7 separate regions of the Mus musculus genome follow, and all the other regions are linked to region 5. A link is a contact called in public HiCAR-type, HiChIP or PLAC-seq and promoter capture Hi-C data. All regions are on one chromosome and are shown on one strand. Each heading gives the region's core, a stretch centred on a gene start, on an enhancer-like site or on the middle of the called end of the contact. The rest is flanking DNA. Distances are from core to core; before and after follow the strand shown. Region 1 overlaps Sh3bp4 (SH3-domain binding protein 4). Region 2 overlaps Sh3bp4 (SH3-domain binding protein 4). Region 3 has its middle 88 kb from the start of Gm34331. Region 4 holds the start of Trpm8 (transient receptor potential cation channel, subfamily M, member 8). Region 5 holds the start of Arl4c (ADP-ribosylation factor-like 4C). Region 6 holds the start of Hjurp (Holliday junction recognition protein). Region 7 overlaps Sh3bp4 (SH3-domain binding protein 4).

Region 1 (3,996 bases), core at 953-3,452, 430 kb before region 5:
TCTATCACCTACCCATCCATCCATTCACTCATCCATCCATCTATCCATCCATCCATCCATCCATCCATCCATCCACCCACCCACCTATCTATCCGCCCACTCACCCACACTTCTATTCATCCATCCACCCACCCACTCACTCCCATATAGCATCTGATTGGTAGAAAGAGGAACGCCTTCACCCCGCACTCTTTCTGTATTTGTCTCATCACCACTAAAGTCCTGCTCTTCCTTAGCAAGACAGCCCTAGAACATGAGCTCACCCAGTCTCTGTTTCCACTGTGCTGTGTAGGCGCAAAGGCAGAGAGTTAGGAATTCCTACTATACAACCACGATGATGGGTCTGAGATATTTCATAGGCACCTTGAACGATCTTTTACGGAACCAGGAGGTTGGTGTGACTTGATGACACCCAGCACACTGAACTTGGGAAACCCACCCTGTTGATTCTCACGGACAGACTGCCCGGGCGAGCATCTCAGAAGTACCCAGACATCCAGCTGAGCGAAAGAAGATTGCCACATTTCTCCAAAAGAACGATTCCACTTCTCAGTCTCCAGCCATCCTTTCTCCAGGGTGGGTTGCCTACCCTTTAGGTCACTCTCACTGACAGGGGCAGGCAATAAATAGCTCCACTCCAATGTTCCAGATGGTGCCTAGGTATGGAAGCATCCCTCTCTGGGTCCAGAAAGCTGCGGTGGGTTTTACTCCTCTAACTACTGAGTTTTCCTTTTCTGAGGGTCAGGGCTGACTTGTTTAGAGACAAGACCCCGGGAGTTAGGAGGCTGGCAAGCACTCTACACAGACAGACCTGCTGACAGATCCTGCTGGCTGCCTCAGGCCCTCCGCGCCCTCCCTGCTGCTGCCAGCTTGTTCTCTCTGCACCTCCCAGTCACGGGATCTGCATGCGGTGGCCTTTCTGCCAACACCCTGGCTTCAGGAACAATGAAACTACCCAATCCAGGAAAGGCACCAAGATGGGGTGTGTCTTGGGGTAGTAGGGCCGTGTGTGACTTGGGCAGAAACCAGGAGTCTGAGAGGGAGAGCCAAAGTTGGCGAAGAACAGGGCATGAATGCTCCCAGAGCCTCCTCACCGATTCTGGTTGTAGTAACATGACTCACCCTTTGCATGTACTTGCAGCCTGTGGAGCACTGGGTCAATCTCAACAGATTTCTTCCAGTAAACAACAATAAAAGTATGAGTTTTGACCTGCCCTGTGATTCGCACCTCCAGCCTCTGTACAAAAATCTCAGTATCTGTCCTCTTTCTGGCTCCCTAAGAAACAGCTGTGCAAGAAGGAGCTTGGCTTCATTCTGAGACTAGAAGACTTCCTCAGTCTTAATACTTCAACACCAGATCTCACAAGGACGGCGAAGCTGCAGGAATTTGCTTCTGAGCCTCCACTGGTCTGGTGTAAGCACTATTCCATGTGGGGACAGCATGGCTCTAAGCATGGCGGCCTAGAGAAGCAGGTGAGGAGAGCATGCTCAGATGCCTCCTCCTGAGGGGGGTCAGCTCTGCCCACTGAGATGGGAGCCCCGCCCACGGGGATGGGAGCCCCGCCCACAGCCTGCCGGATGGGCCTCCATTCCCTCCAGCCACCTGTAGATAAAGCAAAGTGCTACCCTGTGGCTTCCAAAGACTCCCCTGCTGGCGCCTGTGTGGAGTGTTTCAGGAACACGTGAGACCACAGAGTAGAGGCAGCCGTGGTTTGGAGCTGCAGGAAGTCCCGTGCTCTGCCACCGAGGGAGTCAGGGACAGATGAAAGTGTGAACCATGAATGCCTAAAGACTCTGTCTCCTGCTCTAAAGATGGGATGTTCTTCTCATGTCCACTGCAACCACGGCGTAAAGTCAGAGCTGACTCAGCTGAGGTTCCATATCCTGTGGGGGAAAGGTAGTAGCCTGCCCACTTTTATGAACTATCCTTCTGTGTATAGCACCTATTAGCCACTTGAAGGGGAGCCCAAGAGCCTGGGGCAGCAGGGAAGCATTGCTGCCTTGCAACAATGGAGACCAAGCAGGCTAGAATGGCCTGGGTCAGTAACAAAACACAGAAAATTGAGTTGGGAGAGCATAGGGTTGTGGTGGGGATCAAGAGAGCTTTCTGGTCACGCTGTTCAGGCCATAGTAGACAAAGCAAGCCCTGTGCCCCATGCTGCTGAAAACCTCAGAGTCTGGAGGCCAGCCAATGAGAGTGCAGCAATGCCTGTCTCCTAGGACCTCAGAGCTGCTCATCACAACCACATCTGTGGTCTGTTCCGCTGAGCCATGTGGGAAACCGAGCCAGCGTGTGGTGTAGCTGACGGCAGACGAGGCATGAGGAAGATCTTGTGATCAGCCCAGACAGCACATACTTGTAAGCTCTGATCTCCATTCAGTGACCCTGAAGAAAGGGCACAATTATCTCTCCAGTGTGGTCACAGCAGTGAGAAATAGAGATTCATTCATCTAACTTGAGTCTAGACTCCATCTGCCACGTTACTCAAGACTGCAAGCCAGCAGATGTGAGTTCCAACACCAGTCACTGATTTCCATACTGGAAAACAGACAAAGCTAACAATTCAACCAACCAACCAACCAACCAACCAACCAACCAACCAACCTACCTGACAAACAAACAAACAAACAAACACACACAGCTAGATGCGGCGACACATGCTTTTACCACCCAAGAATTGAGTCAGGATTCCAAGTTCAAGGCCAACCTGGACTACACAGTAAGACCCTGTCTTAAAACCAAGTTCAGACACCTCGCTACATATGTGTAACTTAACAGTGCTCCTTAAAATGGATTAATCCACTTGGGCCAGAGGAGAGGTTCAGTTGTTAAGCGTATCTGCTGCTCTTGCAGAGGACCCAGGACTCAGTTCCCACATCTGAACTGAATGGCTTACAAGCACCTGCAATGCCAGCTTCAGCCTTTGCAGGCAACCACACACATGTGGCATTCACTTACAGACAATACGCATACATACACATAAATAAATATAGAAATAAAAATAAATAAACCCACTTGACAGCTGCCTTTGCTTTAAGAATGCTTTTTTAAAAAGTCTACTCAGGCAGGATGGGAAACATCTTTCCCACTGATCACAGGATTCTTGCGATGGTCTTAGGTATTACTCTGGGAAGCTCAGGAATAGCCACGCTGCTCACTTTACAAGTGAGGGAGAATCCAGGCCATACTGGAAGGGGTCTTCCTGAGGCGAAGTGGGAGGCAGTTCCAACAACCCACTCAGATCCATGGCAGCCCACGACAGTCTTTGCCAAAAGCCAGGATATAGGGCAGAGCTGTGCCCATCAAATGGAGCATGAGAACAAAACCCAACATAACCCACACTGCCCAGCGTCTGACAGCACGTGCAGAGGCACTGCACAGGCAAGGTGAGGACAGGGTGCCCAAGGGCTCTCTCTCAGCCTTAGTCATTAATAGATAGGTGCCTGCCTCCCAGCCAGAAGGTAGGGAGCCAAGATGGAAGGGGACAGTCTCAATGTCACCTATCAGCTTCATGAAGTAGATAAATGGAGCTAGGTCTATGTAGTATATGTCTATATTCATACTGCTAGGGAGGCAGAGGCAGGAGAATTGCCTCAAATGCAGAGGTCACTCACAATACAGAGAAGACCATGTTTTGGGGGTTGGGGGTGGGGTGCGCATTTAGCATATAGTAAGTAATTGGGAAAATTCCTGGGATGAAAGCGTATTTCTTTCCTGGAGAGCAACTGCCCATGAGTCACTGTCCAGATATCTAGAGCGATGAACTCGACCTTTGCCAAGGCTTATTTGGGGAAATGGAAGAGGACCCTCTCCCTATCCTACTGCCCCTCATGCCTGCTTGTCCTTAGGAAGTTATGGGTGGTGAAAGAGTGTCCACAGTGCCGTGGATATGGAATGTCCTAAGCACCCTGCCTGAGCTGGAGGGTGGCAGAGCTCTTTAAAGGCAACCTTAACACAGGGTAGCTCCAAGAACAGAGACTGCATACAACCTAATA
Region 2 (3,576 bases), core at 828-3,327, 410 kb before region 5:
AATCAGAGCTAACCTGGACTATCTGAGGCCTTATCTAAACAAATAAATACAATCCAGTCTCCTTACTAGAGCTCCTTCATCCAGGAATCCATACACTGCAGACACACATGGCGTTCTCAGAGAATGAGAATGTCAATGAAAATTATGTCAGGGGCTAGACAGCGCATAGGAACCCATTAGACCCAAGCTTAGTTCCCAACACACAGGCTAGGCAGCTCATAATCTCTTGTAGCTTCAGCTCCATGGGGGACCCAACACCCTCTTCTGTAATCCAAGGGCACCTTTCTGTACTCAGGCTTGTACATATCCAAACATACGTAAAAGTGAAACAAATCTTAAAAAAAAAAAAACCAAAACAAAACGGGCAAGCATTTGCCCTGTGTGGGGTACTGGGAGTCACACAGGGCTGCAGTGGAGTACGCTGGAGGATGTAGGTCATAGTCAATGCGGCACGGAGGTTCACACTGGATAGTCTGAAGGGGTCCTGGGTCTCATCGCCCACCCCGTGGCTCCCAGGTGAGCTGTGCACCCCATCCCATTCATGTGCTGCTCCTAAGAGCCAGTCTGCTCCATCTGCTCTAAACACTGAGCAGACAGGGAACTCTGGGCACAGGGCCTGGGAATGAAGTGTCTCTCAATGGACTGGAAGGGTCTCCCATGTCCAAGTATATTTCATCAAGACATTCTAAGGCCCTTAATATAAACAACACTGGAATTTTTCTTCCTCTACAGCCCAACAGCTGCCCCCCCCCCCAGCCTCAAGTATGATTAGAATGTCTTCCCTGTCCCCAGGGCACACCTGCTTGAAAAGGCTGTCACATGGGCGGCCTCTTATAAACAGTAAGTAGGCTTAGGTTCCTTTCCTGTCTCCCCCCACCCCAGTCCCCCACTCCACCCCCACTGATCTTGCCCACCTTCAGCTGAAGTCCTTTACTGACTGAAGATGCACAGATTTTGTGGCTGTCTCAAGGCAGAGGTTTTGGAAGACACCAAGAACAACCTCCCGTAGCCACTGCTGGCCTCAGGCCTCCTTGATCACCTGCCAGAAACTGTGAGGTCACACCTGACCCCCAGAGAGGCCCACAGGCACCCAAGGGAGAGACTTGGCACTTGAATGTCAGATGGAGATGGTCTGAGCCGGCTGAGGGTTTCATGCTGGCCGGGCTATGGGCATTAATTACTTTGACTCTGTCTGGGAGCCACTATCTCCTGCTCTATGTCCTGATCCTAACCCACAGCTCAAGAGTGAGCCCATGACTTTGTCCCATAATGCCACACCTCCTAAGGGTCCTATCACCCCTCAGTGGTACCCCAGGCTGATAGTCAAGCCTTCAACACATGGGGCTCTAAGGGGCATTCAAGATACAAGGTACATAACACAAGCTCAAAATTTGTTAGTGACTCTCCACGATGCATAAACTGGTTTTCTAAAGAAAAAGTCGATAGGCAAGCCACCATACATTGATAGAACCCTCCTTTTAGACCATTTAATTTCTTAATTGTATATTTGACATTTAAAGACATTTACCATCCCAATATTAACTTCACCTGTTAATTTCTACTCTGTGGCTCCTTGTGGTTCTCCAAACAGGTCCGTGATGGGATCAGGGATGTGGCACATGCCCAATGACTCCTGTGGCCTCCCAGGTACAGACTAAGAAGTGAGTTAAGGTACCCTGGAGGGCACACAAACCCGGTGGAATTCTAGGCCTGGGCTTTTCTATTTCACACTAACCCCCTGAGCTAAGCCGGAATGAGGCCCTCTCAGAGGCCTATTTTCTCATCTGTAAAATGGGCAGGGAACACAGAGAGCCCTGGGGCCTAAGAAAATTCAAAAGGAGCAGGTGATCATCAAAGCTGCAGGGGACTCTGAGCCACACGCTGGTGTGGAGCTGGTGTGGACCGTAGAGGGGGATGACGTAGTGGGAGAGGACAGGACACACCGGACAGACAGAGAGCTCAGGCTCTCCATGACCTCAGGCTCCCTGCTTGTTCTTACCTGCTGGGCTGAGCTCTGAACTGTCTCAGGTTAGAGAGCACGAGTTAGACAGACTCCCTGGTAGACAGACTAGAGGGAGGGGGAGCGCATGGCTAGGTAATAAAGGTGTCGAATTTCAAGAGGAGGGTTCCTCACCTCCCCACTCCAGACTTGAGACAAAAGCCTGGTAGCCTAAAATAAAAGTCCTGGAGGCTTTGGTCTCCCTTCCCTGCTGAAGGTCCACCTCAGCAAATTCAAGGCTAGGTCAGGACAGGTCACATAACAGTTGTGGGCCCACCAACATTCATCATACCTGTCTTCAAACTAACTAACCCTAAATTAGGGGAGAGAAAACTTCAGACAGACAGACAGACAGACAGACACACACACACACACACACACACACACACACACACACACACACACACACAGCCCTAAAGAGACTGATATCCCTTTGCAGGCATAAAGACATGCGGCTTTACAGACAGAGGGCCTTTTCTCTGTGTGCCTGCTGCATGCCTGTGTTTCTAACCTCATAAAACCCTTCCTTCAACTGCTGACTCTCCCTGCTCCTGTTTGCAGTGTTTCTACAATTTCTACAATGTTACCTGTGGTGCTTAAGACTTTTCCCGCCTTTTAACGAACCTATCAAGCAAGACCCCTATCTATCTATCACAGGTACACGGGCTGGTCACACTGGCCTCAAAGATGACTTGAACACTGCCCCCATCACTTTGAGCAGCAATATGCATGGTCATAGGGCAAAAGATTTTCAACTGGAACCAACTGGGGTCAGGAGCAGGCTAAGCTTTTGCACCTTATATAGCAGGTGTTCTAAGTAAACAACAGAAATGGCAGCGCAGCACTTTGGGCATCGAAACGCTGGGCAGCTCTCTATCACAATGACCTCTGAGCCAATCAGGCTATGAATATAAACACTGAGAACATGGGACAGTTGTTTTCCTGGGACAAAAATCACAGGAACTGACCACTATGTATCACAGCCACCAAGTGTTGGGCTTTCTGAGTGCTGTGATGACTGACGGGGAGTCCCTGAACTGCACCCAAAGATATATCATCTCGGGGTAAGCACCCTTTGCCTACCTCAGCACACTGGGTTCTCAGGTAGGAGACACCAAGGCCCACTGGCTCGCCTGAGATGACAGAGTCACCCCAGGGCACCTCCTATTTCCTCTTCCCTAACATCTCGCTGGCCCTGTGCATCTGGCAGAGCGCCAGAAAAAGCAAACCACACAAATACCACCCAGGAAAGTGCTGGGGCCAAAGAGCAGTCGCACCCTTTAGTCTCCTCCAACACAGATCAGAATAGGGCCTGCTCAACCAGCCTCGACCCGAATAACCAAGAGCAGTAAGGCTGAAGAGGGAGAGCAGAAGCAGCCCCCTGCCCCATTTCCTGTTGCACAACCCTCTGGAAACCACTGTGTTCACCCAGAGAGAATCAAGCCACAGCCACCCATAGTAAATTCAGAGCCCTTCCCCCCCCAAGCCCCCAATGCCAGGCCAAAAGAATGTGTGGAATGTGGATGGCTCTCAGCTTGTTTCCACAACCCAAACACATCACCATCCACAGGGCAAGG
Region 3 (3,647 bases), core at 879-3,378, 490 kb before region 5:
GTCAGCAGCTGCCCCTCCTCCAGCCGCCCACTCTCTCGCTGCTATTTGGAGTTGAAAGCTGTTCACTTTCATAAAACTCGACTTCTTGAGGTGTGTGTGGGTGCTGCTTGATTCCTGCATTGGAGACTGATTTTATTTAGAAATCACTTAAAGGATTCGTTAAAAAATGCAAATTCCTAGGCAGCTTAGGACCTCTGGAAATCTTGAAATGTCGCTTAGATAGCTGGGTGTGGTGGCACATACCTCTAGTCTCAACTTTTTTTTTAAGATTTTTTTATTTGTTATATGTAAGTACACTGTATCTATCTTTAGACACTCCAGAAGAGGGAGTCAGATCTCCTTATGGATGGTTGCGAGCCACCATGTGGTTGCTGGGATTTGAACTCAGGACCTTTGGAAGAGCAGTCGGGTGCTCTTTTTGGCTGAGCCATCTCACCAGCCCCTAGTCTCAACTTTTGAGAGGTGAGGCCCATGGATTCCTCATTAATGGGGTCAAGGCCAGTTTGAGAGCTTATCTCAAACAAACAAACAAACAAACAAAGTAGCAACGGATGTAAGGAAAAGAAAGAAGCAAAGAAACATAGAAAGAAACAAATATTTCTTAGAAGACGATCTAGTTCCTTATTCCCAAGAAGCTGTGGGGCCCAAATCCAGATCTAAGCATCTTGGTGGACCAGAGGCCTCCGATGAGAGGCTGGATTTAAAACACTGCCACCTTATGGCGGAGGGAGGAACTGCACTTGTGGTCTCTGAGTCCGGTGAGTGCCTAGTGGCTATGCTCATGTTTCATGAGTACAATGTGTGCTACTTGGGGTGTTGGGGATCCCATGATTTGTATCCTTTAAAAAGCAGGAAAAGCTGGGAAGAACGTCAAAGGTCTAGTAGATGGGTGGTTCATGGAGGAGCAATGACCCTAGGCAAGCAAGCAGTCATTAACACAGGCAGAGAGGGGACGGGAGAGGCGAGTACTTGGATTCCCACAGTTCAAGCACATCAGCGAGGGACCCAGACTGACACCAGTGCAGAGTCTTCCTTGTCTGATTGGCTGGCAGGTGATCCACCCTTCTGGCTTCCACCAGTGCCCTGGGGCCCCATCACTTTCTGACTGGGAGACTGTTCATAAGCTACTTCCTCAGGCGAATGCTTGCTGTACATTTCTTTGCCGACTTCACCCAGCTCCAGCCTTGAACAGAAGCCCTGATCCCCATAGACCCTGCCTCGGTGGGACTGGTTGACTCTCTTATCTTAGCTGCTGAGAGTCAGGTCCCAAGTAGGAGTGTCTGGGACTTCCTTCCTTTCTTGCTACTTAAAATGTCTTGATTAGATTTTCCAGCCTTATCAGCTGTGAAAGGCAGAGAGACGTCTAGCTGCAGGCAAACCCTGCCGCAGACACCTCCTGCTCAACTCTGCTCTGGAGAGTTCCTGGAAGAAGTGTGTAGCCTCTCAGAGAGGATCTGGTGTTTTAGAGTCTTCTAGGAGAGGAAAATTCAGGTGGCAATATCTTTGAGGGCAGAACAGATTTCTTGATTTAACCTTGCTTTGAAGGCCAACCAAGGTTCCCCGGCTTGAAGGCAGATCTTTCTCCCAGGCTCACCTGCAGTTCATACAGAACTTTCTCGAGGCCCAGCCATGTGGTCACCTGTTGACACTATGGAGCCGTGGATTCAAGGTCACCTAGATACGGTATCTCACAGAACATCTGACCTGGAAAGGTGCTCTCTGTCTTGTCTCTCTTGTCCCTTTAGAGGAGGGGACTCCACACCATTTGGCTGCTGTCACAGGGTGTTCTAGAACACCCTAGAGTCTGCTGACATGACATCCATTTTCTTTTAAGGTTTATTCATTTTATGAGGATGTGTGTGTGTGTGTGTGTGTGTTTGCCCACCTGTATGTTTGCACAGCTTTCCTGCTTAGTACCCAAAGAGGCCAGTAGAGGGAGTCAGGTCCCATGGACCTGGAGTTTTCCGGCAGTTTTGAGCTGCCATGTGGGTGATGGAATTAAACCTAGGTTGTCTGAAAGAAGAGTCAATGTTCTTAACTACTGAGCCCTCTCTCCAGTCCTGTATTCATATTTGAGTGCATTAAGTGGACTATGTGCATGCAGTGCCTGCAAAGGTCAGAAGAGGGCGCCAGATCCCTCTGAGCTGGGGTTAGAAATGTTTGTGACTCACAGTGGAAATCCGCTGGGGTCCTCTCCAAGAGCGCGAAGTAAGTGTTCTTAATCTTTCCAACCCTGCAATCTGCTTTCCACAGCGGGTCACTGCGGTTCTCTTAGTGCAATCTTGACGTCATTTCGGATAGAAATTTTGACAGAGAAATCTGTAAGGGCACTGGCCTTTAGTGGTTCTTCAAGTCTCAGCAATTTCTCACTGAGATAAGATGCAGACCCCTCTTTGAAGCTGACTTTGCTGAGCACTCTTACCCTCCTTCTGGAATGGCATGCTTGGAATGTGATTTCAGCTTATCAGCCTCCTCCCCAGCGGCCAAGGCAGTAGCTAGTCTCCAAGGCGTCCAGAAACCTTCACCTTCTAAGCCTCTATAAAACTGAACTTGCCCATAGCCGCCCCCACCTCTCTTCTAGTCTCAACCTGTTGGCTCTGGATCCCTCCTCCCCTGAGTGACCTCTGGTCTCTTTCAGTGCTGAATGCCCTGGGGGAGGGGAGGGGGAGGGGGAGGGGGAGGGGAGGGGGAGGGGGAGGGTAAGAATCAAAGCCATTCTAGAAACTTCTGTCTTGTACTTTGATGATTTGGAAATTCCATGGTGAAAAAAATATGGACTTCCGCTTTTAATTAATAAAAAAAAAAAAAAAAAAACACCCCTGGGCCAAACTATGGGATTAAGTCAATAATAAGTTCCAAATCCAGGAAGCAGATGTTCCGAGGCCGGTTTATTTATTCAACATGGTGTGACGCTGAGACCTAGCTGCATAAATGCTCTTACAAGACGGGAAATCCTTCCCAAGGAATTTTGTACACAAGAAGCCCCCTTTCCTGTCCCCTTATCTCCAAGGCTCTGCTTTGATGCTTTACCTCATGGCTGACTTGGTTCCCTCTGCAATTCTCGGGTCTCAGTCACCTGACCTTGAGCCAAAGACCCCTTGAGCAAATCTCCCGGACTGTAGGGAGGATAATGAATTACTCCAAATACATTTGCCTCCGCTGCTGCGTTGTCGTTAAGGAGAAATGGTACTTTAGTCTAAGAAAATGACTGTGCACTGAGATACCATTCCACCGTGAACTAGCCCTGGGTAAATTATTTTATCAGCATAATACATAATGATTTTAGAAAGCTTAAGGGATTGGAAGAGAGTCATGGGGCCCCATTCACAGAGCATGCATTTTGGCTTTTGGAGATCTGGATTTACAAAATGAAACGGATTCTCCGGCTGCCTTGGGGGCCAACGCTTTAGTTAATTTAATTTTCTGGATACATAAAGCTAATCCAGAGGTTTGTCTCAGCTCCTTAAACAATCTTAGTTCAATGTGACGGCTGGAAATGTGGCTTCCCTTTCTGAGAAACCATGTGTGGGTAGCCCTGACATGTGAACTGTGTTAGGCTGGATAGAATGGATTGAAGGTTTTATGTGATAGGGCATCTTCCTCGGTGGCCCATAACAGACTCCTTAAACTGCCTTTTACACTAAGGT
Region 4 (3,685 bases), core at 430-2,929, 400 kb after region 5:
CTGAACTAGTCCTAAGATGCCATTTTCAAGAAAGATGGACAGTTGTGTCCCTTTACAGTAAACACAAATGAAAAAGATGCTGCCTTTTTCAAGCAGAAGGGGGCTCTGGTTTGTGCTCTGGAAATGCTCCAGAGAGCCTGGCACCAAACCCCATCCTGTTCCTGCTCCTCTTTTCCTTCTCATCAATTATTCATTGTAATGGGGAGGGTGACACTTGAGAAACTTCAAATACATGTGACACCACTCAGAGACATCCATCTCTCCATCCTTGTTCTGGCAATAGCATGGTAGAGGTGCACAGGGCTATAGGGGATCACCTGGACCCTCATCTGTAACTCACCATGGAGAAGAACTAAAACTTTTGCTGCTGTTGCTGTTGTTGTTGAAGACATTCTCCTGTTGTCCTAGTTGCAACAGGGTAGAAGTCTGACAGGTGGGTTAAAAACTAGCAAAATGGCAAATTTTCTGGAAGTTTAAGATTATTGTGCCCACATGGGCATAGGGCCCATACCTGTGATCCCAGCACTTGGGAGACAGAAGCAGAAGGATCTCTGTGTATCTGAGGTCAGTCTTTTCTATGTATCAAGCTCCGGGACAGCCAGGACTACATAGAGAAACTCTGTGTCAACAAGACAAACAACCACCACCACTGCCATCATCACCACCACCACCACCACCACCACAATAATAATAATAATAATAATAATAATAATAAATACTGGTCCCCCAGGACCCTGCTCTAAGGAGCAGTGGTAAGACATGGACAAGCATGGGCCAAAGACAGAGTTTAAAAGTGCTATTTGCCAAAAACCTGCTGCTTTCACAGATGCCAAAAGAAGAAGCAATTAGTATACAAAGAATGTAGTCCTAGGTGAGGACAGCTTCATCCCAAACTTTAGAGAATGATAACTACAAAGTCACAGTCTTGATGCAGCCCTCTCTTCACTCCCGGGATTCTGAGAAGGCGGAACGCTCATGTTAGTACGGCTACAGCACGTGCAAAGGGCACCAGATATTCTGTAGTCCCGACACCACGAATGTCCACACGAGCCTTAAAGTGAACTAGAAGTGAAACCTTTAATCATTCTCCCAGCCCCTCTGCTTTCTCATTGACTTCTAAATAACACGAGATGCCCGTTCCAATCAGTCGAGAGATCCAGGCAGCCACGGCAAGTAAAGACAAGACAAGCCCATTCTCCTTTTGCTAGCAAAGAAAATTTGCTGTCTGATTTCATCCCTTTTTGAGTTAATTCTATCTCACCAGAGTGTTGACTTAAGAAAACTTACTTGATTCAGGGTCTCGATAGATAGGGGAGTCATTAGAAAAGCTATTTTGAGGACTCCACTATCTATCAATCAGGAAAGGGAACATGCAATCATGTTTTAAAACCATTCCCCAGAAATTCTAGAAGAAAATCCTACATTTATAAACCAACTCAAACGGAGAAGAGGTAATCTGCGAAGCAGCATATTGCCCCACATCCCTTGAAAGGATCTAAGGGTTTCAAATCTTGGCAGAAAATGATGCTCAGATCAGAGGTACCAAATTCATCACATCAACTGCACAAGCCACAGCAAGGGCAGCACTTACAGAGGGGAGAAAGCAAAAGCTGAGAACATACCGTGGAGCTGCTCAATCAGCCAAGAGCTTCTCTCTCCTCAAAGAGCCTGCTTGTCTCTTAGCTCACTGGAGGAGGGAGGACTTTATAGTCACACACAGCCCAGCCCAGCCCCACCTCCTGCACTAAGCTTCTTTGAAGAGAAGGAATACAGAAAGAAAAAAAGAAAAAGTCACACCATGCAAGAGCAATTTTAGCAACTGAATAGAGAGCCATGCAGTGCCTAAGTATGCAGAAATGCTAAGATTGTAATTATTAAATTCCAGTAAGGTTAGCATCCCTGATTTCCACCCTTGCTCGCCAATAGATTAATTAATTCACACTAAAACCTAATCTCTACAGTTAGGGGCACATTTTAAAAACCACAAATGAGATGGGAAATGCTCATCATGAAAAATGGTGAAATTAATTAAAGAATTAAAATCCTTAATTACGATTAGAAAAACACTCTTAAATGGAAGTGATTTAACCAGCATTGCTCTTTTGCATATTTGTAGATTTCCCAACTCTATCTTTCGTTCACTGAGCTGCCTACACAGGGCTTAGGAGTGTGTCCCTGAAGCTGAGGTGGACCAGCTTTGCAAATTTACAGGTACTTCCACCTAAGTCCCCTTTACTGCCTTTGTGTCTAGGCCAGAAAAGAAGAGAAGATGTGAGAAGAGATGGTCAAATGGCCAGTGGATAGATTTCAGCTTTAAATCACACCACCAACATGATTTCTTTGTCCTAACTGGGGGTCTTCAAGTATTGGCTACTGTCTCCAGTTTATGATCACATGTGGAGTGTAAGCTATCAACATGTAGACAGAGGGGGGAGTAATTTCAAATTTGATAACATGGGCTGAAAAGATAGCTCAGTCAATCCATTGCTTGAAGAAAGCAGAAGGGCTTGCCTTGGATCCCCAGCAGCCACATAGAAGCCAGGTGTGTGTGTGTGTGTGTGTGTGTGTGTGTGTGTGTGTGTGTGTGTGTGTCTATCCCAGCATTAGGGAGGAAGAAACAGGAAAATCCTTGGACCTTACTGACAATCTAGCCAAATTGAATCAGTAAAGATCCAGGTTCACTGAGACTCTATCTCAAAAAATAAGGTGAGTAGGGCTAGAGAGATGGCTCAGCGGTTAACAGTGCTGGCTGCTCTTCCATAGAACGAGAAGTCAGTTCCCAAGACCCATATCAGGCAGCTCACAAGCACCTGTAACTCAAGCTCCCAGGGCTCTAACTCCATTTTCTGGCCTTAGCAGGCACCTAGGTGGACATGACACATATATGCATATATAATCATAAAATAAAGTACAGAGAAATTGAGAAGCATCAACCTCTGGCCTCCACATGCATACCTAAGCACACATAAAGATGATGGCATGAGAAATATAAGCACAACGGAGTTCAGATTAGGCAGAATGCAAATCAAGAAAGACTTCTGTAGAGACAGATGTCTGAGCAAGGTCTGGAAGCAGGGCTGGATTCGTGTAGCAATTCCCATAGATGGTGTTTTCAGTGTAAAAAGAAAACCCTTCAAGCAAACAGGGGCAAAAAAGATATCAGCCTGAGGTCTCTAGTGCAAACACCCTAGTCATAAGTCAGATAACAAATGTTGTAACAACGGCCAAGAGCAAGGCTGTGGGGACAGGAGGGTGCATGGAAAGGGGGACAAAGGCCTCTTCCTGTAAGCGAGGAAGCCTGTGAGAGAAGAAAAAAGTCAGGCAGGGAATCAGAGGACTCTCATGATCACCCTTAACAATGGATCTAGGACTGCAGCATCCCACACCCCATGATCTCCTTTCCTACCCCACACTCTTGCACCTGTACCTCTAAATGGAGCCAGAAAAATCCAGGCTTCTCTTCCCTTGATCTGCACGGGAGGCAACGAGAATCTTCAGAGGAAGCAAGGAATCCAAATACAAAACCTAATAGAAAAATCAAGCAAACTGAAGTGGACCAGGAACAAAGAAAAGGAAAGACACCAGGAAACCCATTTCAGCTCCCTTGCCTGTGTCTGCCAGAATGTCATGAGGGAACCTAGAAGGACTTGACTTCAAGCTAAATTTCCAAGGGTAGAATCAAACC
Region 5 (3,566 bases), core at 53-2,552:
CAAGCTGGACAGGTAATCTGAGTGGACCTTGCCAGCACCAACATCCATCACCAGTCCCTGGGCTTGAGTCTAGCTGGTGGAAGCCTAGACTGGCTTTTGGAGTTGTGAGAATTAAAAGATGGAATTGAACAGGTGTGATTTTTCTCACAGGCTTTAGTACAAATGAAATCATGTATTATAACAGCATTAGAAAGGAAGGTTCCTCTCTCTCTCTCTCTCTCTCTCTCTGTGTGTGTGTGTATATATATAATTTTTAAGATCACAAATGATAAGCATTTTTATTTTCTTTCCCTGGATTACATTTGCAACCTTTTCTGACCCAGAAGCCTGACCTACACAAATGTAAACCATTTTCCCCTTGGCTGTCATCTCTAGTTCCCATCATCATCAAACCTGTGTCACTCATAATCACCCCCCCCCCGACTTCCCTCCACATGCAGAAATAATATTCATTTGCTACGTTTTACAAGGTAGGATAAAACCACTGAATGGAGTCACGAAATGGAACCCAGAAAATATGTATTTGTGACTCATCACACCACCAGCTCCAAGCTAGCTAGGGTCTTCTAGTGACCTAGCTTTCCTGAAGCCTGGTCAGGTGATTTGGACCTCCCCCATCCCCTACCCTCACCCCATCCCTGGTAGGTTCTCAAGGTAGAATGACAAAGGTTGCTTTAAGACTAACCTAATCTGGGATGTCAGCAGAGTGGAGGGGGTGGGGAAGGGGTGGGGAAGCATAAAGCAAGGCTCCAAAATGGGTGTCTGAGAAAGAAATGTCTGGAGTTATCTAGGCAGGTGGGTGGTAGGTAGTCTTAACTGAGCCTCCTGGGCACACCCTAGACTTAGGGAGCATACGCATCAAGGAAGAATAGGGACCAAGACACTAGGGCACCAAAGAGCGTGAAACCACGCGGTGGAAATGGATTAGGAGTGGGCAGCAGCAGGGCTGCAGGCTCAAGGAGGTCAGCTCCTCTCCTCCGCCCTCCTGCGTCGGTGCCGCAGTCTCACCGCCCTAGCCCTCTGCAGTCGCTGCCTTTGCCCGGCCAGCTGCGGGCTAGGCCCCGGGCGGGGGTTCCGGAGCCCGGAGCTATTTTTAAAAGACGCGTCACCGGATTGGGGAGGAAGAGTCCGCGTCCAGGCCCACAGTCGGCGCGCGGCCGGCGGGAAGGGTCGCCTGGGCGAGTTTCGAACGATCGGAGCGCGCGAAAAGACGCAACCGACCGAGAAGACCCCGCCTGACCCCGGGAGACCGCGGGGCGTGGCGGGCGAGGGGCGTGGCCTGTGGGCGGGACTAGAGGGGCGGGGCCGGCGCCCTCCGGCCGCAGCAGGCTGGTGGCGGCGGCGGCGGTAGCAGCAGCGCCTAGTACTGCAGGGACAGCAAGGCAGCTACGCTAACTCGGACGCCGGGGAAGCCCGCGCCCCGCCTGCGCCTTTGCGGCGCTCCCGGGAGCCGGAGCTAGAGCAGCTCCGAGGTGCGCCGAGACCAGAGGCTGCTGCAGAGCCGCGGTGCGGGAGAGCCGCAGGTCGAGCCGGGCTACCGCGCAAGGCGCAGACATCCTACACCGCGGCGTCTGTCCGTGGCGGCTGCGCGAGAGACAAAGCCTCCGGAGAAAGATGCCCGCGGAGCACGCACCAGGCGGGCCAGGGAGCCGGCCCCTCCGAGCCTAAGCGCGCCTGGCCGTGCGCCGCGGGGACGCCGAGACCCCACCGGGTCCAGCAACGGGCGGGGCCCAGGTGCGCCCGGCCGCAGAGGGCCTGTGACTGCTCGGGGGGCGGCGCCCTCCCGCCGCAGCCGCAGTCGCAGTGGCCGGCGCCGCAGCGAGGAGCCATGGGCAACATCTCCTCCAACATCTCGGCCTTCCAGTCTCTGCACATCGTTATGCTGGGCTTGGACTCGGCCGGCAAGACTACGGTGCTCTACCGGCTCAAGTTCAACGAATTCGTGAACACTGTGCCCACTATCGGCTTCAACACCGAGAAGATCAAACTGAGCAACGGCACTGCCAAGGGCATCAGCTGCCACTTCTGGGACGTGGGCGGCCAGGAGAAGCTACGGCCGCTGTGGAAGTCCTACAGCCGCTGCACGGACGGCATCATCTACGTGGTGGATTCGGTGGACGTGGACCGGCTGGAGGAGGCCAAGACGGAGCTGCACAAGGTGACCAAGTTTGCGGAGAACCAGGGCACACCGCTCCTGGTTATCGCCAACAAGCAGGATCTGCCTAAGTCGCTGCCGGTGGCCGAGATTGAGAAGCAACTGGCGCTGCACGAGCTCATCCCGGCCACCACCTACCATGTCCAGCCGGCGTGCGCCATCATCGGCGAGGGCCTCACCGAGGGCATGGACAAGCTCTATGAGATGATCCTGAAACGCAGGAAGTCTCTCAAGCAGAAGAAGAAGCGGTAATGCGCTAGAGCAGCGATCTGGAGCAAGGCTGAGCGAGCAAGCCAGTGAGTGAATGAATGGACGTCTGGGTTGAGCGAGAACCCGCGAACAAAGACAACGAACCAAAGCGATGATTCGAATTTTTAAAACACGATCTCTGTATCCAAATACAGGACTTGGAGACTTAAGCCGGGTGTGGAGGCTGCATAGCCACCCATCTCGTCACCTGCCCCACCCCCCCACCCCAGCTCAGAGGACCTTTTGTCTATAATGCTTGAGCTACCGGTGGGATAGGGTGGGGGGGACCGGTGGGGAGTGGACGTGAGGACGCAAGGGTCCCGTGGTGTGCCCTCTGGCCCCAGGTGGGAAGCTTGGATGTCAGAGAGACAAAAGCGATTTCTTCTTGCTCCAGCAGGGCCAGAAGTTCAGACTGCCCAGCCCCCACTGCGGGGGGGAATCACGTGTGAGTTACCTGAGGTATGCAGTTCACACAGAACCCTGGGGGGGGATACCCGAAAGGGGACGGGTAGGCGCTGGAGTGTACTGATGGGAGGGTGGGGATGACCGCTCCTTTCATTCTGGAGCTATGGAAACTGAGTAATTTTATGGCACAGGGCAGGTCCCTGTTGCGATTTCATTTGTCCTACTCTGGGCCCAAAGGAGGTGGTGGTTTGAGGCCATCCAGAGGACTGCCTCGGACCATGCGGCAGCTGGAAGGCCCAGGATGCTGTGTTTCTGGACTTGGCTGGGAATGGCCTGGAAGACGCCACTTTCCAGGGGTGGGTGTGTGTGGTTTTGTTGAGAACTGCTTTTCAGCCTGGGATGAGACCTCTTCCAGATGGCCTAGGCCCTGTCCGTGTGCAGGTCATTCTCTCGTAAAGAGACCAATAAAACAAAGAACAGAAAAACCATTGGAGGTGGTGGCAGTACAGGTGCTTAAAGGGTGAGGGTCTCGACATTAATGCTGTGTGTGTACGCGCGCGTGCGTGTGTATGTGTGTGTGTGTGTGTGCACTCGGTACTGCATAATCGGCATAAAAACTGGACCCTCTGGGTGGAATTTAAAAATCTCTCAGCCTACTGATTGGTTTGGAAGACCACACCAGCTACAGATGTGTGCTGAATTGCAAAATGGTTTTCTTAACAAGGGGGAGGGGGTCTGATAATAATACACGTGGTGA
Region 6 (3,942 bases), core at 856-3,355, 420 kb after region 5:
AGTTGTGGCTTTTTGTGAACATCCTGACAAAGGTACTGGAAACCAGACTTGGGTCCTATGCAAGAGCTGTGCGGGTCTTAAGTGCTGAGTCATATCTCCAGCCACAACACAGACACTTTTAAAGTACCGGTACAAAACATGTTTAGAAACTCCATTTGAGACCTCTCTGTCCTGTCATTCTAAATGTCAATGAATGCAGTTCTTCAAAACTTAATGGAACCTCACACACTCCCACACCCCCACTCTCATCCCCAGCACACTCACAATACTAAATACTGTGGTTAGAGATTTGTAAACACCCCCAGGCTAAATTCCTGCCAAGGTCTTTCATTGCTTAGGTTTCAAAATGTTGACCCATGGCATCAAAGTACGGTGTGTTTTTTGAAAGCCCATTTTACACCATGCTGCACTTTCCTCTGGAAACATTGCATAACAAAGGCTCTCCTGAAGGGTTAGAGATCCATTTCCTCACGCTCACCCTGATAGTTAATATTTGTGGCTGTTGTTAATTATGCTAACCTCCTAGACTGGACATGACTATTTAGTTTGGTCCCTTTTAACTTTCGTAAGTTAACTTACAAAGCAATAGGTTTAAATGTGGCACCTTCCTATGTCCGCCCTCAGACCTTGTTCTTGCTCATCCTTAACTTAGTTTTGAGACAGAGCACTGCCCATTGCACCTCCTCTCTTGTTGACAATTTCTGACCTTTGTCCTTTTCCCTGAAGGGCTTTCTTACTAAATGTTCTTATCATTAACCCTTGGTAAGATTTATTATTACAATATTATATTTATTATTATTTAATACTTAATTTGGTCCCTCTTAACTTTCATAAGTATTTGGGCCAAATTACCTGTTCTGTTTTGTATATGTAAATGCTTTAATTGATTTTTCTCAATGACAATCAGTATTCTGAAACCTTCTCCGCCTATTTGACTAAACATACTTTGATGAGCTATTAATGCCTCTTTCTAACACAGTAGTCGTGAATGATCTATGTGAAGTCAAAATTATCTGTAAATTGACAGAGTCTCGGATATTTTCTTGTTAATGTGAGAAAACACCTAGCAAAAAGCAAAATAAGGAAGGAAAGTTTTACTTTAAGCTTGCAGTGCAGAGAAGTTCAGCCATCAGGATGGGGAAGGCTTGGAGGTGCTCAGGAGACAGAACAGCATATCTAGTTGACGCCACCACCAACGTTCTGAAGCAACACCTTCTCACATCCCCACAGGCAACAGGTTCATACTGGGGTAGGGACAGATTGGATGAGGCAACCGCCATCCAATCCCAGGAGAGTCGGACGACCGACGGCCCTCCCAGAAGCCCAGGATCTTGAAAGAGACTTCCGCGCTTGTTGCAAATACATTGCGTGGGCATCCACAGTCTATGAGCCTGGAAGCTCTTCTTCCCTCCCTCAGTTTCAATGGGACAGCATGAAAAGATTATGGGGGCAGGCTGAGAAGTAGAGAGGCACCTCAAGGGACTTCCTGATACTCAGTAATGATTCCATTAATTCCCATATCGTGATAATCACGTTAATACCCGCAAACAAATGTAGCTGTTATGAAGTCACAGTAAAACCAACTAGTGGGGTTCAATCCCCCAGCTCTGCCAGAAGACAACCCCTCCCAAAAATTCTGAAAATGTTCTAAAATGTTAATCGAAGTAAATGCCCTCATAAAATGGACACCAAATTACCTACCCCCTCAAGGAACAAGATAACAATCAAGAAACAGCCTATAATCAGAAATGGGAGAGAAAGTTTATTTTAAAACCCTAGGATAAAAATCACAGATTCTGTCACGTTTATAATATCGTTCAGCACATTTACACGCGTCTTGTTTTTGAACACTGGCTTTCCAGACTCCTTTCAGGACCGTTATTTGGATCTGGCTTTCCCCAAGCCTTCCCAAGAGCTGGGAAATTGGTAGATCCAGGAAGGAGCCTTGACAGGCAACTCACCCAGAAGCCTCTAGGGGACGCGGGAGTGCCGCATGAAGTAATGCGCATGTTCCACCCGCTCCGGCGGACCCTCCCTCTCGTCCCTCCCCTTCTCGTTTCCACCGGAAGTGCTCCCTGGGAGCGGCGGCCGGAAACGCGGGCAGGATCGGTTGCGTAAATACTTTTGAAAGACCCTATTAGCGCGCGGGGCGCCACGTTTGATCTGTGGACGGGCTTGGGCGGGTGCAGTGCCGGGCAGAGAGCCACGTACGCCATGGAGTCTATGGGTCGGCAGGACCGCAGGCTGCATCAGCAGCTTAAGGAAAGCAGTAGCCGCTTCCAGACGTTAATGAAGCGGCTGATAGCGAAGGTAGGCTGGGACGGCGGCCGAGGCGGGCAGGGCGCGGTGGGCGGGGATCCAGCGCCCCGGAGTCTGACCAGCTCTCCCTTCCCCGCAGTACAACCAGCCCTTTGAGGACGACCCGTTGGTGGAGATGAGGACGTTAACCTACGAGACGCCCCAGGGTACGAAGCCCTCCCTTCCTGTTGGCACTGGGCCAGAACAGTGGGCCTAGAATTTGCAATGCTGCATTTGTCCCCCTTGCTCCTAGGGACCTTGAATCCCTGAGTTGCTGATTTCCAATTTAATTTCTCTGAAAGAAATGCCTGGAGACACAGTGCAGCCTGGTTTTTTAAAATGCCTGGCATGGAAGTTCGAGCTAATTGATTAGCGGTACAAGTGACTCTGTAAAATAAGGATGTTGACAATCATGGGTAAGCCGTATGGTTGTGTATAACATCACCAGAGTACCTGTCAGGCCATTGGAACAGCACCCAGGACTGCTCCGCTCTCATGGGCTTTGCTGTATAAATGTAGACCCATCTGTTTTGGACAGTCCCCATTATCTGCCACCTCTGACGCATTTTATTTAATGTTGTGAGTGTACTTACTACCTTAAACCTCATCGGTTCTCTAACTGGGATAAGTTTGTTATTTGATGAGGTCGTATCCTTCCCTAAGACCCATCCCTGATGTTTGTCTGAATTTATTGATAAAATCGGATTTCGGATCACAGTCTGCCAGGGGTCTACAAGTGCAGTCTGTCTTTTGTCTTATTGGCTGTTCAGGGCACGTGTTGGGTAAGCATTTTAAATAAGCAGAAACTGAACTAATTCTACAAAGAGGTTGCTTTTCTCTGGATGGGATCAGGACACAGCAATATAGGAATCCATAAGTGTGCTGTCTGACTCTTGGCTTTTCTGTGCTCTTGCGGCTGTTTGTGAAGGGGTAGGCAGTGTCTGGAGTATTTTGGACTGCCCATCTGTCTTCAATGATATATTCTGTCAGTGATATATAACTGATGTCAGTTATATGAGAACAGTGAAGTTGCTGAAGAGTTTGAGACTATACAAGTTGGTATAAGAGCCCTCCCTGAGGTCTGGCCAACACATAGACACCTAGGGCTGCAGTTGTCGGTTAACAAATCTATGTCCTAGCAAGCTTGCCATGAATCCCTCATCTTGTTGATTGTTCTGAGAGACACGTTTTTGGCGCGGCCTTTCCTAACATGCAGTAGACTGAAGTCCAGATTTAAGGTGGAGACTGGAGCAGAGAGCTAACTGCAGAGAACAGGAGGGAATCATTTGTGTGTGTTGACAGTTCACCTGGGCATGCACTTAGCACGTATTGTAGAGTTCAGTTTCAAACATGCAACATTAGCACTTTATGCGATTAAATGTAGAATTCCACGGAGAGGGCCATTCAGCAAAGCCTTGATTTGACTTAGCCGTTGTAGTTGAGCATCAGTGTCCTCTGGAAAGGTCATGTCCCACAGTGGTCAGTGCTATCAGACCTCCCAGAATTCACATGCTGGTTCCACTTCATGAGCAGAGAGCTGGGTTAGTCATCTGAACTTTCCTCTTCGCATATCTGTCTGTACAGTGGACATGGTAAGTCTGTCCTGTGGGCTTTTAAGAGGGTATGGGAGTTACATGCCACACG
Region 7 (4,060 bases), core at 906-3,405, 390 kb before region 5:
GGAAGAAAGCCTAATAGAAATCCATACAGCAAGAGACACCATAGCATAATGGATATCACACCATAGTAACACACAGATTCCTTTTAGGGGGCAACCAGGTTAAGTGCACATGGTGGGTGCTCTCTCCCTCTGGAGGGAGGGTGCTCCCCAAGGCAGCACACCAGGCCTCAGTAAACACCCCAAAGAAACCCTAGGATCCATGCTCCCTCCCTCCAGGAACAACTCCCAGGTATGGTCTCACAGCTCCTCAAGAAGGTCCCAGACCCGTGCAGCCTCCGTGTCCACAAGGTCACTCGTTCAGCAGTTCACCTCTTGCTGTTTTCCTCTCTCACCTCATCTTCCTGGTGCCCCAAACCCTGTTCCTGAGAGAAGTCACCATCTAAAATACCAGGCTCTGCCTCTGGGGGTGGGGGTGGGGGGGTCGCAGTCTGGAACAGATGGGAAATGTACAGCTGGCTCTAGGTCACTGGGTTGGCTTTTTGCCAAGACACAAACAAGGCTGATATACACACACAAAACAGCACTCCTGGCTGGTTCTAGTCAATGCTGGAGGGTGACTCTGTATTGTTGGTGCACACACACACACACACACACACACACACACACACACACACACCAATTTAAAAAGTCATGCAAATATTTTGTTCCATTAATACAACACATTTATACCCCTGCTAAATCGGAGGTGAGAGAGCAAGTGTCGCCTGTACTCCAAGAGATGGTTTTTCGTCAATAATATATACAATCACCATGGATCACTCCCAGGTTAAAGATCACCAGAGGTGATGGGATTGGGGCTGTCAGCTAGGTCTGGATACTAATGCAGGTGCCATGATCCTAGGCTAATCCGCAGGGAAGCGCACAGTATGGAAGGAAGGAAGGCTCTGTGTAGTGGTCACGTCTTTGGATTCCCACACTCCTGTCTCTCCTATTGCTGCTATAGCACAGGTTTATCCCATGTAGTTTTAGGGGCTAGAAATCTGAACCCAATCTTATGGGGTAAAGCCAAGGAGATAGCCAAGGAGACAGGGTGAACAGGGAGGGTTAGACTTACAAATCCTTTCTCTGCCCTTTTTTAGCTTCTCGAGTTTACCAATCTCCCTGCCTCTGGTACCCAAAGCACACTCATTTAGTCCGTATCTGTCATCAGTTCCTGTGGTTGAACCTCCCTCCACCACCTCTTACAAAGACACATGTGTTTGCATGTAGGGCAGAAGTAGGAACCATGCATGGTACGGCCTGGACATGGTCTGAATGCTGAAACCTTAAGTCTCCCAGACTGGAGATGTTAAGAAAAGGTAAATTCTCTAAGAGGTGGGGCCTAGCAGAAGGTAATCGGTGGTAGGGTCGCCCCTAAAAGGAATTCATCTAGCCACCCTGCTAGATGAAAAGAACAACCTTGCCCTATCCTAGACTCTCTGGTTTTCTGTCTCTCCCAGGGATCTCAGCACCCAATGATGCTGGCGGGAGGCTCTTGAATCTCTTCTTTATCAGTTCTTTATTAATGAAAATACCAAGAAATCCTGACACCCCAGGCTCCTCCCATCTGCAAAGGCCCCTTTGCTCTAATAGGTAATGGTCACAGACACTAGGGCTTGGGTATCTTTCGGGATGCACACTCTAGCAAACTTAGTTTACTGCCCAACCCCCTCCCAGCCTCACTTGCCTCTCCTTCTTGCACAAACGCACCTCCCCCTTGTCCCTGTATCTCCAGGAAAAGTGTTCTCTGAGACAAGACCTTTGTCCTGATCTCTTGTGCACGAGGAAGCCTCTGGATTCTAGCAGGCACTATTGCAAAGATGATGGCTGGGTGTTCACAGTATGGACACAGACTTAGGTTCTCATACCCTAGGTGCAGACAAGTTGCTGAACCTGGAGGATTCTGGTTGACAAGTACATTAGGGATGGTGCCCCCCACCCCAGCGTAGGTAGAAAGTGGAGGCTAAAGGTCATTTAAAAAGAGGGGCAGTCAGCTGTGCTCATTCCCCTTTGCATCTGCCTTCTAGAAAGAAACAAGTAAAATTAAATTTTTCTTGTGAACTATCAAAAGGAGTTGTTTGACAGCATTTTTCCATTCCAGTATCATTGTGCAGGGACTCAAAAGCTGGGTGACGCCCACAACAAAGGTCGCCATGGAAACCGCTCACCTCCCTCCTGAAAATCATGACTTCAACCGCTCCATCCTCCCAAACCCACTCCAGATTGTTACCGAAGAACCTTTGTGCAAACAAACACCAGCGACTGCCTGAATGGCAGGAAATGTGGCAGCTTTTTTTCTAATTTTAACTTTGCTCCAGGAATGTGTGTGTGTGTGTGTGTGTGTGTGTGCGCGCGCGCGCGCGCGCGCGTTTGGAACACTCAGCCAGGGGCCCACATTCCTTTGCAGCCACCTCCAGGGAGCCCAGAGAAAAAGCAGCTCTCAGGCAGGCCTTCTCAAAGGAGGATGCACCACAAACATCACTCTACTCCAGCCAGAGTGGAGTCCAGGGCCTGAGCACTCAGGTCATGGCCGGGAAAACCTAGAAAACAATCCTGCCAAGCATCCCCTGGGACAGAAGGGTTCCAAGGAGTCTCATTCTGTTTTAAAGCCTTGCACGGTGGAGTGCCCCCCCCCCCCGCAGTGAAAGAACACTCTAAGAACCAGCGCGTTTTGCCTAGTTCTAGTAAATTCCAAGACTTTGTAGGATCCAGTAAGAAAAGTGAACCGAAACCATGTAAAAAATCTAGTTGGAACAAAGGAGAATAATAACATGAGTCTGGGGGAGGGGAGGCAGATGTACCTGCATTGAAAGTCTATCAGATACACATCACCCCGGGCGGACCAGCTCCAATATCACAAGGTGGTCAGTGTGGAGCTTGATGCAGAGGAATAGCTGGTGGGGGTGGGGGGAGGTGTGTGCAGAGGATCCGATTTCCACTGGCAGTTTGCATGCTGGGGCAGACAAAGCGCTTCCCTGTCACATTCTACCATCCTACAGGTAGTCCTGCTTCAAAAATCCCCACAGCAAAGGTGGGGATAATTCACACAGGTGAACCCAAGGACAGCCTGGTGGGTCAAAAGGAACCCAGCTCTGCACAGCAAATGACCACAGATAACAAAGGTTGGACATTTCTCCATTTCAGTGGCTCAGGAAGCAGGGTTGGTTTAGCTGAGCGAAGACACCATCTTCTGGGGTCTAAGCCTCTCTCTCAAACAAGGTCAGGGTCTCATCAAGGTTCAACCTGATCACCTGGTTGGAGCTAATAGTGGTTTGTGGCTTCCTTGCTGTGCCTGTACGAGACCACCCTCGTCCCACCTCAGGGGAGTTTGTGAACAAAGCCAACGAGTTATTAAGCAAGTTCACTCACCTAACCACAGAGAGACACTCACCTTTTGTTGTGTTTTGTTTTGACTTGACACAGAGATTCATGTAGCCCAGGCTGGCCTCAATCTCCCTATATAGCTTAGGATGGCCTTGAACTTCTGCTCCTCCTGCTTTCAACTTGTGCATGCATCCAGTCTGAGGATCTAATATCTTCAGAGGAACTAATCTTATAAGAGGCAGCCAGAGACAGGAGAGACCATGAGAGTGAACTCTGTGTGGTACAAATGTAAACAAGCAGAGGATGGTCGACAACACAACAAGGTCGGGAATAGCTCTCCGCATTACTTAAGATCCACCAGATAAACGGACTGACTGAGCTCAATGGATGCCTCAGCGTTTGGTGCTGTTTCAGAGGACCAGGGTTTGATTCCCAGCAACTACATGGCAGCTCACAACCATCTGTAGTTCTCACTGCAGGGAATCTAATGCCCTGCTTTGGTCTCCATCAACACCAGTCACACTCATGCAGGAAAAAAAAATACTCATAGGCATAAAAAAATTAAAATTTAAAATATTTTAGAAGAACACTACATCTGAAACAGGGGGACAGGAAGGACAGGCTGAAGTCGGTCTGTGCCAGCAGTGGCTGTGTAAGTCTGGACGAGAGCTCTCTGTTTGTGACTCTTCAATGACCACACTGATGTCCTGCATTCTGTCTATATGTTTAGGGGGTCACCTTCCTTGGTCCCTTGCAT

What was found. HiCAR-type assays count read pairs that join an accessible place to other places. HiChIP or PLAC-seq counts read pairs in DNA pulled down with a chosen protein or histone mark. Capture Hi-C pulls out chosen DNA fragments and counts their contacts.
Region 1: a contact with region 5 is called in a FOXA1 HiChIP or PLAC-seq map of pancreatic cancer cells. The contact joins the enhancer-like site here to the promoter of Arl4c in region 5. A contact is called at or near these places in 4 of 39 promoter capture datasets (the 3T3-L1 cell line, hippocampal neurons and maxillary cranial neural crest), 9 of 115 datasets of contacts at active chromatin or transcription factors (the NIH/3T3 cell line, bone marrow-derived dendritic cells, embryonic forebrain and 6 more) and 1 of 9 other capture datasets (adipose tissue).
Region 2: a FOXA1 HiChIP or PLAC-seq map of pancreatic cancer cells shows a contact between it and region 5. The contact joins the enhancer-like site here to the promoter of Arl4c in region 5. A contact is called at or near these places in 5 of 39 promoter capture datasets (the 3T3-L1 cell line, embryonic stem cells, liver and 1 more), 1 of 484 Hi-C or Micro-C datasets (embryonic stem cells), 6 of 115 datasets of contacts at active chromatin or transcription factors (bone marrow-derived dendritic cells, embryonic forebrain, embryonic stem cells and 2 more) and 2 of 9 other capture datasets (adipose tissue and embryonic stem cells).
Region 3: a FOXA1 HiChIP or PLAC-seq map of pancreatic cancer cells shows a contact between it and region 5. The contact joins the enhancer-like site here to the promoter of Arl4c in region 5. A contact is called at or near these places in 16 of 39 promoter capture datasets (the 3T3-L1 cell line, 3T3-L1-derived adipocytes, the SN4741 cell line and 9 more), 4 of 15 datasets of contacts at CTCF or cohesin (the NIH/3T3 cell line, embryonic stem cells and large pre-B cells), 12 of 484 Hi-C or Micro-C datasets (the HL-1 cell line, cardiomyocytes, cortical neurons and 5 more), 31 of 115 datasets of contacts at active chromatin or transcription factors (SST interneurons, T-cell acute lymphoblastic leukemia, astrocytes and 20 more) and 4 of 9 other capture datasets (adipose tissue, embryonic stem cells, liver and 1 more).
Region 4: a HiCAR-type map of PVALB interneurons shows a contact between it and region 5, with 5 times the contacts expected there. The contact joins the promoter of Trpm8 here to the promoter of Arl4c in region 5. A contact is called at or near these places in 4 of 39 promoter capture datasets (embryonic stem cells, frontonasal cranial neural crest, liver and 1 more), 1 of 15 datasets of contacts at CTCF or cohesin (embryonic stem cells), 14 of 484 Hi-C or Micro-C datasets (the AML12 cell line, the G1E-ER4 cell line, the HL-1 cell line and 6 more) and 7 of 115 datasets of contacts at active chromatin or transcription factors (PVALB interneurons, astrocytes, bone marrow-derived dendritic cells and 4 more).
Region 6: a contact with region 5 is called in a promoter capture Hi-C map of adipose tissue. The contact joins the promoter of Hjurp here to the promoter of Arl4c in region 5. A contact is called at or near these places in 4 of 39 promoter capture datasets (cranial neural crest, hippocampal neurons, maxillary cranial neural crest and 1 more), 5 of 484 Hi-C or Micro-C datasets (CD4 T cells, the MNK3 cell line, muscle stem cells and 1 more), 5 of 115 datasets of contacts at active chromatin or transcription factors (effector CD8 T cells, embryonic stem cells, microglia and 2 more) and 2 of 9 other capture datasets (adipose tissue and liver).
Region 7: a contact with region 5 is called in an HNF4G HiChIP or PLAC-seq map of pancreatic cancer cells. The contact joins the enhancer-like site here to the promoter of Arl4c in region 5. A contact is called at or near these places in 9 of 39 promoter capture datasets (the 3T3-L1 cell line, frontonasal cranial neural crest, hematopoietic stem and progenitor cells and 4 more), 1 of 484 Hi-C or Micro-C datasets (embryonic stem cells), 9 of 115 datasets of contacts at active chromatin or transcription factors (embryonic forebrain, embryonic stem cells, extraembryonic endoderm stem cells and 4 more) and 1 of 9 other capture datasets (embryonic stem cells).

The regions. Positions count from the first base shown.
Region 1 is chr1:89,128,882-89,132,877 of GRCm38.p6, reverse strand. The region is part of intron 2 of Sh3bp4 (SH3-domain binding protein 4); the gene reads right to left. Among named protein-coding and RNA genes, the nearest start is that of Gm34331, 27 kb to the right of the region's middle. Within about 2 kb of position 2,202, at least 38 of the 459 cell types and tissues checked have an H3K27ac peak or open chromatin away from gene starts, as enhancers often do. A contact at or near this core is called in stem cell-derived neural progenitor cells, where this site is marked.
Region 2 is chr1:89,108,437-89,112,012 of GRCm38.p6, reverse strand. All of the region lies in intron 2 of Sh3bp4 (SH3-domain binding protein 4), which reads right to left. Among named protein-coding and RNA genes, the nearest start is that of Gm34331, 6.7 kb to the right of the region's middle. Within about 2 kb of position 2,077, at least 143 of the 459 cell types and tissues checked have an H3K27ac peak or open chromatin away from gene starts, as enhancers often do. A contact at or near this core is called in adipose tissue, bone marrow-derived dendritic cells, embryonic stem cells and 2 more, where this site is marked.
Region 3 is chr1:89,190,127-89,193,773 of GRCm38.p6, reverse strand. No RefSeq gene overlaps it. Among named protein-coding and RNA genes, the nearest start is that of Gm34331, 88 kb to the right of the region's middle. Within about 2 kb of position 2,128, at least 91 of the 459 cell types and tissues checked have an H3K27ac peak or open chromatin away from gene starts, as enhancers often do. A contact at or near this core is called in the SN4741 cell line, adipose tissue, craniofacial prominence and 6 more, where this site is marked.
Region 4 is chr1:88,304,729-88,308,413 of GRCm38.p6, reverse strand. It overlaps Trpm8 (transient receptor potential cation channel, subfamily M, member 8), which reads right to left and starts at 1,679. Exons shown (of 27, transcript NM_134252.4): 1 at 1,623-1,679; 2 at 512-604.
Region 5 is chr1:88,699,927-88,703,492 of GRCm38.p6, reverse strand. It overlaps Arl4c (ADP-ribosylation factor-like 4C), which reads left to right and starts at 1,302. Exons shown (of 1, transcript NM_177305.4): 1 at 1,302-3,566. The coding sequence starts at 1,829. The coding sequence ends at 2,407.
Region 6 is chr1:88,275,742-88,279,683 of GRCm38.p6, reverse strand. Hjurp (Holliday junction recognition protein) reads left to right here and starts at 2,105. Exons shown (of 8, transcript NM_198652.2): 1 at 2,105-2,310; 2 at 2,399-2,465. The coding sequence starts at 2,215.
Region 7 is chr1:89,091,011-89,095,070 of GRCm38.p6, reverse strand. The region is part of intron 1 of Sh3bp4 (SH3-domain binding protein 4); the gene reads right to left. Among named protein-coding and RNA genes, the nearest start is that of Gm34331, 11 kb to the left of the region's middle. Within about 2 kb of position 2,155, at least 101 of the 459 cell types and tissues checked have an H3K27ac peak or open chromatin away from gene starts, as enhancers often do. A contact at or near this core is called in embryonic stem cells, extraembryonic endoderm stem cells, pancreatic cancer cells and 2 more, where this site is marked.